2 separate regions of the Mus musculus genome follow, and region 1 is linked to region 2. The links are chromatin contacts, called in public Hi-C maps. All regions are on one chromosome and are shown on one strand. The core of a region is the stretch at or near the end of the contact, and the rest is flanking DNA. Distances in the headings are between cores, read along the strand shown.

Region 1 (4,871 bases), core at 266-2,765, 770 kb before region 2:
CAGGCAGAGGGGAAAGCCCTTTAGAGGACATATGGACGCTGACTCCTAAGGGAGAGTATCCTTTAACTAAAACAGGGTTTCCATGCCTACTTTAATCTTGTTGCCAACTGGCTTGAAACACAAGTTAGCCCTCTGGGGTGCCTAGTTAGTCATTTTGAAAAGAATATCTGTTTTTGTGCCTTCATTCTTGAACTATTTATTCTGGGGCGCCTCCAAGCTTTCAAATGTTCTCTTTATTTCCTCAAGTACCTTTCCGTTCAGCCTTAGAGCCAACTCCAGATCTATCATACAATCGCCCCTTCGCCTTAAACCAGTTTGTCAATAACCCAGACAGAAACATTTTACACGTACCTGAATCTGGAATCAAGGCTCCTTCTTGCACTTGGCTGAGGAGAATCCAGGAGCACAACGTGAGAGAGAGGATCTAGGGCCAAAATGGGTAACAAGAACCAAGACTGCCAAATTCCTCCCAGCAAAAGGTAGTCCCCGAAGAACTCTGGATCTCTGGCTGATTTGACAACTCAGGGTAACTTGGAATGTTTGAAAATCAAAGTATCAGGCCTTTCCTTCTTTAAAATCCAGGGGTCAGCTGGTGCTGGACTGGGAAAGAGCCATTCACCCTCTGGCTCTTGCTTTAGAGTGGCAGGAAAATCCCATTGCCCGGCCTGTGGTCATCAGCCCCACAGCGCCCCCTGCTGGGAGAAATGGTTGGGCCTGTTTGTCAAACAATGGTGGATGGCCTGGACAGTGGTTTGGTGGATGGCCTGGACAGTGGTTTGACTAGAAATGCATGATGAGTCTCCCGAAGGAGGAAGATAGTACGTGGGTGCATGCCTGGTTCTCGGGACTTACAATGGCCTCTGTGTCAGAGGAAACTACAAAATGTAGAATTTATACTTTGATTTTATTTTCATTTCAGAACCTGCAGACTTGGATTTGAATCTGGCAGGCTTTTAGTATTCGTGCACCCTACTAGCCATGAGGGAAGCCGCAGCTAAGGACTTCCCTAGGAGGCTCAGATGCTGGCTGTTTGTCCTGCCGACGGTTCCTGGAATGGTTTTCACCCTCTTATCCCAAGAGAACGAAACAAATACCCCCAAACACAGCCAAGCACCAGGAAAGTAAAGAAGTCCATGTCAGAGGGGAAATGTGTGTGTGTGTGTGTGTGTGTGTGTGTGTGTGTGTGTGTGTAAAGCATTCTCCTTTGGATTAGCAGCAAACACACATACTTAAAGATGTCATTTCTCTACCTGCAGGAAGTCACAGTAAGGGGACTCCACTGGGAATGATTAAATGTTCTAAGAAGCTCTGTAGTAATCAAAAGCAACAATTTAGCCACAGAACCGGCAGCTTCTGGTAACTGTTCTTCTTCTAAATCAGTTTTATAAGCAGTTAAACTGTCAAGCCCCAGGTTTTATTCACTGATGCAATTTAAATACCAACTTTGACTCAGAGCCCTTCTTTGTATCTGAATGCCTAATTCATTCCAGCTTCTTGCTTCCCTTTGCAAAGAACAAGGAAAAAGAAAAGACACAGTTCTGAAGGGAGACAGACAGTCTCAGGAAAGGCGAGGGCTCAGTGATGTTCATCTGACCAGAATCCACTGTGTTCTGAAAGAAGTGCAGAGAGAGGAATTTGTAGTCTTTCCCAGGCAGTAGAGCAGGGACACAGGTGAACATGGCAAATCTATTTTTGGCTTCAGGAGATGAGCTGTTGCCCAAAGGGTGGCTTTGTAACCTACTTGAACCCTGCTAACTCTTAGCAATAAGAAGGCTGGTTATTGACTGCTGGGCAGGGATATATCATTGACCACCAGCACCATATGAAGATGATCACCTCCTAAGGAGCAAAAAGACACATTTTCCCAATCCTGGCCTTTTCACTGGCTTAAGCCTATTTCTTCTCCCCCACTCCACGCCCTTCTGAGTTTCTTTCCCAAAGTAGACAATTCAATTACACCAGCATTCCCTGGGATGGAGATAATAAGAGGAAGTGAAAATAAATTAAGCTAGTCCCGATCCTCGGAGAGATCTGAAAGACAGTAAGCAGGCAGACTAGAAAACACTTAGCACTATCTGATCTAATGATGTGCTGAGAGAGGCCTGAACAAAGCACATCAGAACAGCCCCCCAGGAAGAAGCCCATCGCAGTAGTCACCCTCTTAAGAATCTACCCCGGCTTCCCTCACACGGATAGGACCATCTATTCAGTTATGGGTGAATGTTAAGTGCACCGTGTTAATCCTAACAGAGGACTTTGCAAAAATCAACTAGTCCTCAAATATTCTTACCACCCGTGAGAGCCATAGAAAGAAGAGAATAAATAATCAAGATATTTGAAAGCTGTAATTGCTGCCACGAAGGAAGAAAATAAGAAGACTGGGGTAGAATTGAGAAAGGGAGACCAGAAAGCCCCTTCTAGGGAGTGGCATTGAAGCTGATCATCAGAGAATGCTCTAGAAGGCACTAACTAGCTGTCGATGGTAGGAGAACAATGGAAATAAATGGTCTTAGAAGGAAAATGGGTAAGCAAGATGCAGGCATGGCTTGGGAAAATCTGAAAGGTTGGAAGCTATGCAGTCTCCAAGAAAGCAACAGCTGCTGCCTGGGCTAAAGCCATACCTGTGGCAATGCAGAGAATGGGCAAGGCTTAAGGAACCATTTGGAGAGAGGGGCTTACCTGGTAAGCTGGCAGATCAGAGCTGAGAGGAGAGAAAAGTTCAGGGACAAAGCTTTATTTCTGACTTCAGTACTATGGCAGCACTGTTGGCTGAGATGGGGGTGGGGAGTGGGGGAGCGTGGAGCTTGAAAGGAAGTAGGGGTGAATCTACAGGGAAAAATATCAACAGTTCCACTGTGGTACATTCATCCCCATGTACCTATGTGTTAAGCAAATAGGAACACCAACAAGGTCATGTAATCTGTTAGTCTAGGGTTAGAAAAAGACCTGAGTCATTCTTCAGAAGGTTTCAAGGGAACAGTGATATGGAAATGTTCCAGAAAGAATCCAAAGAGAATTTAGAGCCCAAAAGGCAACAGAAATAGATTGCAGCCAGGAGGTGGGGAGATAGCTCAGTGGTTAAACATCTTGTTATAGAAGCATGAAGACCAGAGCACAGAGCCCCAGCACCCACATAAAGACCCAACCAGCACTTAGTACTCTGGCACTCAGATGCACAGAAGGGAAGAGACAGGAGGATCCTGAGACTTGCGGATCAAGCAATCTAGCTAATTGGTGAGTTCCGGGTTCAGTTGAGAGACTCTGCCTCAAAAACTAAAGTCGAGAGTAGTAGTAGAGGAAGATGTCTGCTGTTAACCTCCGGTCTCCACATGCACATAAATGGATGCGAGTATTCACATGTGCATATACCACACACACACACACACACACACACACACACCCTCTCTCTCTCTCTCTTTCTCCCTCTCTCTCTCTCTCTCTCTCTCTCTCTCTCTCTCTCTCTCACACACACACACACACACACACACACACATAGACAGACAAACACACCACTAAGTCCAAGAACGTCTTCTACACAGATGTTACATAATGACCTGGGTCTAAAGGGAGAAAAAGGACAATTCCAGCTAAGGAGATATGTGAAGACTTATAAGGGAGAGGATAGAAGAAAATGTCAACCACTGGCCAATAAGGATATCATATTCAGCCTTCTGACAATGATGCTACAGAGGCAGGATAAACCGGCTCCATCTTCAGATGATTGATTGACTACATGAATTTGGCCACTTAGGCAGGTCGTGTTTCCCTTCTTCTCCACTGTGAGCCATCTTCCTATGTGTACTGGCTAGTCTTATGCCAACTTGACACAAGCTTGAGTTATCTGAAAAGAGGGAACCTCAATTGAGAAAATGCCTCCATAAGATCACTCAATAAGTCACTGTCTTAATAAGTGATGAATGGAGGAAGTCCCAGCCCAATATGGGTGGTGACATCCCTGGGCTGGTGGTCCTGGGTTATATCAGAAAGCAAGCTGACTAAGCTACCAGGAGTAAGCCAGTAAGCAGGGCTCCTTCATGCCCTCTGCATCAGCTCTTGCTTCCAGGTTCCTGCTTTGTCTAAGTTCCTATCCTAACTTCCTTTGGTGACTAACAGTGATATGGAAGTGTAAGCCAAATAAACCCTTTCCTCCCCAACTTGGTTTTGGTCATGGTGTTTTGTCACAGCAATAGCTGCCCTGACTAAGATGCAAGGCACTCTTCTCTCCCCTACAGAAAGCCCAAAGCAAGCAAAGAACTGATTTAGGTTCTAATTCTTTGCTTCAACATAATCTTCCATGAGAGTTAATCTGAATGCCTTCACTGACCCAGCATTTCCCTCAGCATATCAACATGCTGAACTCACACACACTCAAGCTCAAAGAATCTAAGGTGCTTCATGTATCAAATTCCCTACTCACACCTCTTCCTGATTGCTGCTCAAAATAATGATAGTAATAATAACTTCAAGGTGGAGGGATGGGTTAAGAGCATTGGATGAACTTGCAGAGGCCCCAAGTTCAGTGCCCAGCACCCAGTGTCTGGCAGCGCACAACCACATGTAACTTGAGCTCCAGAGGACCCAATGACCTCTTCTGGGGGCACCTGAACACACTTGTGCATACCCCCAGAACACATATATGCACATAAATAAAAACAAACCCTAAGAAAAAAAACCCCTTTCATTCATTTTTGCTCTACCTACTCACAACACCAGCAGCATCACTTCAGTGGTTCTGGTCTGGCCATGGTAGTCTCAAGACTGATTCATCTAATGACCACTTGGCAGAATTTGCATTTCAGTATGTCTCTAACAGGCAACACTGTCAGCCACTCTGGGACACCCGGTCCCTTCTGATCCCTTTCCTTACTTCT
Region 2 (4,947 bases), core at 1,761-4,260:
GGAAGGAGGTGGCAGGAAGCTGTTCTGCACTTACTAGGAAAAAAGCGGAGGCTGTAGTTTACTAAGATAAAGAAGCCTGGCTTGTGGGTGGCAGTGTGGGCAGGGGCCAGGGACACAGTCCCACCTAAGATGCTACCCTAGCAATTCGGTCTTGTACTCAGACAATGCTAGGATTCTTGCCTTAGCCCCGGAAAAGAATCTCAGGATGAGCCGACGTGAGGTGGAGCTGGATTTTACTAGGAAGCTGTTTCACAGGGGTTTATATATAGGGGTGATTAAAAAGAGGAACGCGCGTGCGGGGGTGGACAGACTCAAGTGTGAGTGTGAGCCTCTCAAGGGAGAGTCACACACAAATGTCTTATCACTTAGATCGTTTGGGTAGCTCTCAGTTACACCACAAAGGGCTGCTGAGAATGCCTCTCCCCCGTTGATTGGGCCGTGGTAGTGCACGCCTTTAATCCAGCACTCAGGAGGCAGAGGAAGGTGGATCTCTATGTTCGAGGCCAGCCTGGTCTACAGAGTGAGTTCCAGGACAACCAGGGCTACACAGAGAAACCCTGTCTCGAGAAAACAACAACAACAACAACAACAACAACAACAAAGAAGAACCCTCCCCCACGCTGTTTCTTCCTATTTAATCCATGAGATTATAGGGCTGCTCTAGAGGTCCCTTGGAAAGAACCGTAGTCTGTTTAGAAACCATGGGTCACAAGGGCTGCACAGAGGGGCCTGATATGCCTTTTATGGTAAGTGGAGATTCTTGTGATATTCCTAAAAAAAAACCCTGCAAGTTCTCCTATAGGAAAGGAATAGGGCCATCCAAGGTCAGTAGATCTTAAGTATGATTTATCGATGTTTTAACATTCTCATTTGAGATGCCTTCATATAAAAGGAATATTGTCTCTACATAGACAATCTTTAATTATCCTGGAGTTCTTAACCGTCAGCTGCTGTGAAACTCCAACAGGACTCCTGGCTGAGCCTCTGTTCCCTTCCTCTTCTGCTCACAAGTCTGTCCTGCTTCAGGCTGACTGGAAAGGCTGAATTTGGGGAGAAAAAGCAGGCAGCCCCATTAGAGGCCGGTCCAGGATTCCAGGTGAGAAAAGGATTCCTGGGATGGTGACAGGGAAACAGATGCCCTCCTAAGCAATGACAAGGGCACTGGGGGCCGGGGTTAGAGTTCAGCAGTAGACCACCTGTCAAACATGCAAGGCCCTGGGTTCAATCCCCAGCTTGAGAAAAAGAAAACAGACAGTTTGAAACTGCTTTTTAACCTCTCCCAAATGTTCTAGATTCCCATCTGTGAGGTGCTAAGCAGCCAGACAGAAGGAGGAGTTCTTTTGGGAGGACACCGAAGTGAGGCAGCCATATGGAGGGTGGAGGGGAGGCGAGTGATGGAGAAAACGGGGTCGAAAGAGACCAGGCTGAGCCTCAGCAATGCTGGGTCCTCCGCAGCTCGCTGACACAGTGAGGAAGGTCCGGGTGCCATCTGTGCTAGGGAAATGGTATCCTGGGAAACAGATGGCTGGACAAGCACACCCTCTGACTGACCAGAGCCCTACAGTCAGGTTGACCTTCCTGGGAGGTTTAGGATGGAGTGTTCTAAGAGGCTGTGGGCACAACAGTTGTAGTCCTTGTCATCACGACGTCCCCCTGTTGCTAGATCAAGAATGCTCTGGTTTCTTGCTTTTGGCTGCACTGTTCTAATGCCCCTCCCCCACCCCATTCTGCTTCTCAGGTTAGAAAAGGCCAGGAGCTAGTGAACACTGGGGATAGTTGCTTAGTCAACCTTTGGCACATTCAGGACATTCATTCATTCATTCATTCTCAGTCATTCATGCTCGCATGCATTCCAGTGAGTACTGACTGAGCATCTATAACTGCAGACACTGTCTTAGCTGCTAGGGACAAAATAATTAGCAAAACCTAGACTCTGTGCTTAAGGAAAGGCACATCAAGAGGACAGGTCACCACACCCTCAGAGGAAGCTGAGGCAGGAGAATCATGAATTTGAAGCTGGCCTGAACTATATAGCAAGACACTTTCTGACACAGTAAGAGAACAAGAGAAAAAAAATACATAATATGAGAAGTAGGGGGGACTCCATTCTTGGTAGCCAGACCCGTCCATGCCTGTTACCAACAACTTCTATTCCCTCCATCCTCAGAACTCTACCCTGTTAATTCAGATTTAAGTCAATTTCTTCAATTTTGTTCCAAAAGCTTAAAATGTAGGTGGAAAGCTGGTTATGAAGGACATTGAGTATCAATTCTGAGTTTAGCCTTCATTCTGGGGCATTAAGGAGCCATTAAGAATTTGGGGCAGGGGAATGCCATTAGACTCTAGTCAGACAGTGGGAGCAGCAGGAAGAAGGAGGAGGAGGGGGAGGAGGGGGAGGAGGGGGAGGAGGAGGAGGAGGAGGAGAAGGAGGAGAAGGAGGAGGAGGAGAAGGAGGAGAAGGAGGAGGAGGAGGAGAAGGAGGAGGAGGAGGAGAAGGAGGAGGAGGAGGAGAAGGAGGAGGAGGAGGAGGAGGACGGGGAGGAGGAAGGAGGAAGGAGGAGGAGGAGGAGGAGGAGGAGGAGGAGGAGGAGAAAACAGAAATAGGAGAAAGCTGTTGAGCCCGAAGCAAGGAAGTCCAGAAAGTTACCTGGGCTCCTCACCAGCCATGGGGGTGGGGGTCAGAACACAGCAAACCCCCTTCACACCAGAACTGGGGCATTCTGCACAGGGCCTTACCTAGAAGAGGCAGCACGCAGAGCAGACATGTACCCGCCATGGATGGGCACCCTCCCCGACTCAGATACCTTCATACATAATTAACCTCCTCCAAGCAGTGCTGTCAGGAAGAGTTAAGCTTAATCTCTTTCTTATACAGATGAAGAAATCGAGATTTAGTTCAAGCAGCCCTAGACCTGCATCCTGCCTCCACTATCCACCCATGGTACAGAAAGTTCTCTGCTGGCTGAATCCTGGACCTGTGGTTGCCGCGCACAAACCTTGTTTGGCGAAGCTGTGTCTGGCCGGTCCAAAGGTACAGATTCTTGGATTTACTAGCCTGTGGCAGATGCATCGGGGCATTAGGGGAAAAGTCCTGAAAGGGGTCCCTGGGAGTCTGTCCCTGCTACCACTTCTCCTTCTTCCAACCTTTGCTGCCCTGAGGAGATAACGAGATAACAGGCCTGGATCTGAGGGCCTCTTTTACAGGTAGCCTCTCCCTAGCCCGGGCTCTGGGAGAGGTCTGCTGCCACCTCACCTTTCCCGGTCTTTGTTTTCATTACTAAGACAGATGAGATCGAGAGAACAAGTGCGCCATCTGCTGGGCTTATCATGCAAGTTCCAGCTGCAGCTAGCCGAGCAGCAGGCGGCGATTGCCTTCCTGTTTGGATTTTAGGCCTTATAGTTAGTTTTTTTGAGTCACCTCAGAAGATAGTAAGACCTCGTGACCAGTGACATCTTTTATGAAATGAATCCCAGAGACAGGCTATCACTTTATAGCTGGAAACTCGGTACCGACAGGAACTGCCCATCATCCGGGTACTCAGGCTGTGGGACGAGGCTGGAGAAAGGCAGGCATTCGGCAGGACCACAGAAACAATGGGGAAGATCAGGCAGAGGGAGAAAGCCCACTCGGGCCTTTCCCAAGCATTCAGGGCCTGCAAACTCTCTCTGTGGAGATTAGGGTCCTCTGGCACCATCCCTGTACTACTGCCGTTAGCAATTTTTTTTCTTTTCTCAAAACTGCTTTAAAAAGAGGTGGGGGGAATTAAACCATAGAAATGTGAGCACCAAAGAAGATCGGATTGTATAAAGGTCATCAGTATGCAGTTAAGAATGTTCAGGAGCCAGGCGTGGTGACGCACGCATTTAATCCCAGCCCTCCGGAGGCAGAGGCGGGCGGATTTCTGAGTTCCGGGCCAGCCTGGTCTACAGAGTGAGTTCCAGGACAGCCAGAGAAACCCTGTCTCGAAAAACAAAACAAAACAAAACAAACAAACAAACAAACAAAAAACCAAAAACCAAAAAACAAACCAACCAAACAAAAAGAATGTTCAGGAATTATCAGGATTGGAAGTCGGTGGATACAGGCTGAAAACAGGTTAATGGCTTGAAAACCTTCAAAGTTCTAGACGGCCAATAGCTTCTAGATTAGAGCATAAGGGGTTGGAGAGGTCACTCAGTGGTTAAGAGCACAGGCTGCTCTTCCAGAGGACCTGGGTTTAATTCCCAGCAACCACATGGCAGCTCACAACTGTCTGTAACTCCAGTTCCAAAGAATCTGACACCCTCACACAGACATGCATGAAGACAAAGCACCAATGTACATAAAACTAAGTCCATCATTTTAAAACACACACACACACACACACACACAGAGCTATCCTCCTGGTAGTTAAAGAGAGTTCCAGGACAGCCAAGATTATACAGAGAAACCCTGTCTTGAAAATCCAAAACAAACAAACAAACAAAATTAAACAGAAACAAAAGAAACGAATGTAAAAGGAATGATAACTAATAAGAGTTCCTTGCTTGTGGTAACATTCTCACCACACTGGACTCACATCTTGGAAGTTTGTGAACAGCAGGCCAGAGAGCTTGACTAGCAGTGCCTGGGCAGGGGGCCTGTGTGTGTGCAGAGACCTCACTGAGTGGCTCACTCGGGTGTCCATTTGTCTTCACACTGAAAATCATCAGAAACGGAAGGCAAAGGACAACGATCAGGATCCACAGAGGCAGCCGGCAGGGCTGATCTAGGAGGGTTGGAAGTCACCACACTCAAGGCAAACTTAGGTCACCTGTGGGAAATCACAAACTTTCTTCCGCTACTGAATCGGCAGCGTTGGGGAGATGGCTCAGATAGTAAAGGACCTGGTTTTAGATCCCCAGAATTCAAGTAAAGAAGCTGGGGTGGTGGCACATGCTTGTGATCCCAGAGCTGGGAAGAGAGAA

The links. A called contact is a pair of places that touch in the nucleus more often than the background predicts.
Region 1: a contact with region 2 is called in a Hi-C map of pre-B cells, with 4 times the contacts expected there. The contact joins two enhancer-like sites. A contact is called at or near these places in 7 of 39 promoter capture datasets (the 3T3-L1 cell line, 3T3-L1-derived adipocytes, embryonic stem cells and 3 more), 2 of 15 datasets of contacts at CTCF or cohesin (large pre-B cells and pro-B cells), 20 of 484 Hi-C or Micro-C datasets (3T3-L1-derived adipocytes, the AtT-20 cell line, B cells and 15 more) and 4 of 115 datasets of contacts at active chromatin or transcription factors (embryonic hindbrain, embryonic midbrain, forebrain and 1 more).

Annotation. Positions count from the first base shown.
Region 1 is chr2:102,671,290-102,676,160 of GRCm38.p6, reverse strand. The region is part of intron 1 of Slc1a2 (solute carrier family 1 (glial high affinity glutamate transporter), member 2); the gene reads right to left. It overlaps LOC115489466 (a long non-coding RNA gene), which reads right to left. Exons shown (of 2, transcript XR_003953884.1): 2 at 1-4,871. Among named protein-coding and RNA genes, the nearest start is that of Slc1a2, 15 kb to the right of the region's middle. Within about 2 kb of position 1,515, at least 11 of the 459 cell types and tissues checked have an H3K27ac peak or open chromatin away from gene starts, as enhancers often do.
Region 2 is chr2:101,904,329-101,909,275 of GRCm38.p6, reverse strand. No RefSeq gene overlaps it. Among named protein-coding and RNA genes, the nearest start is that of Commd9, 21 kb to the right of the region's middle. Within about 2 kb of position 3,010, at least 71 of the 459 cell types and tissues checked have an H3K27ac peak or open chromatin away from gene starts, as enhancers often do.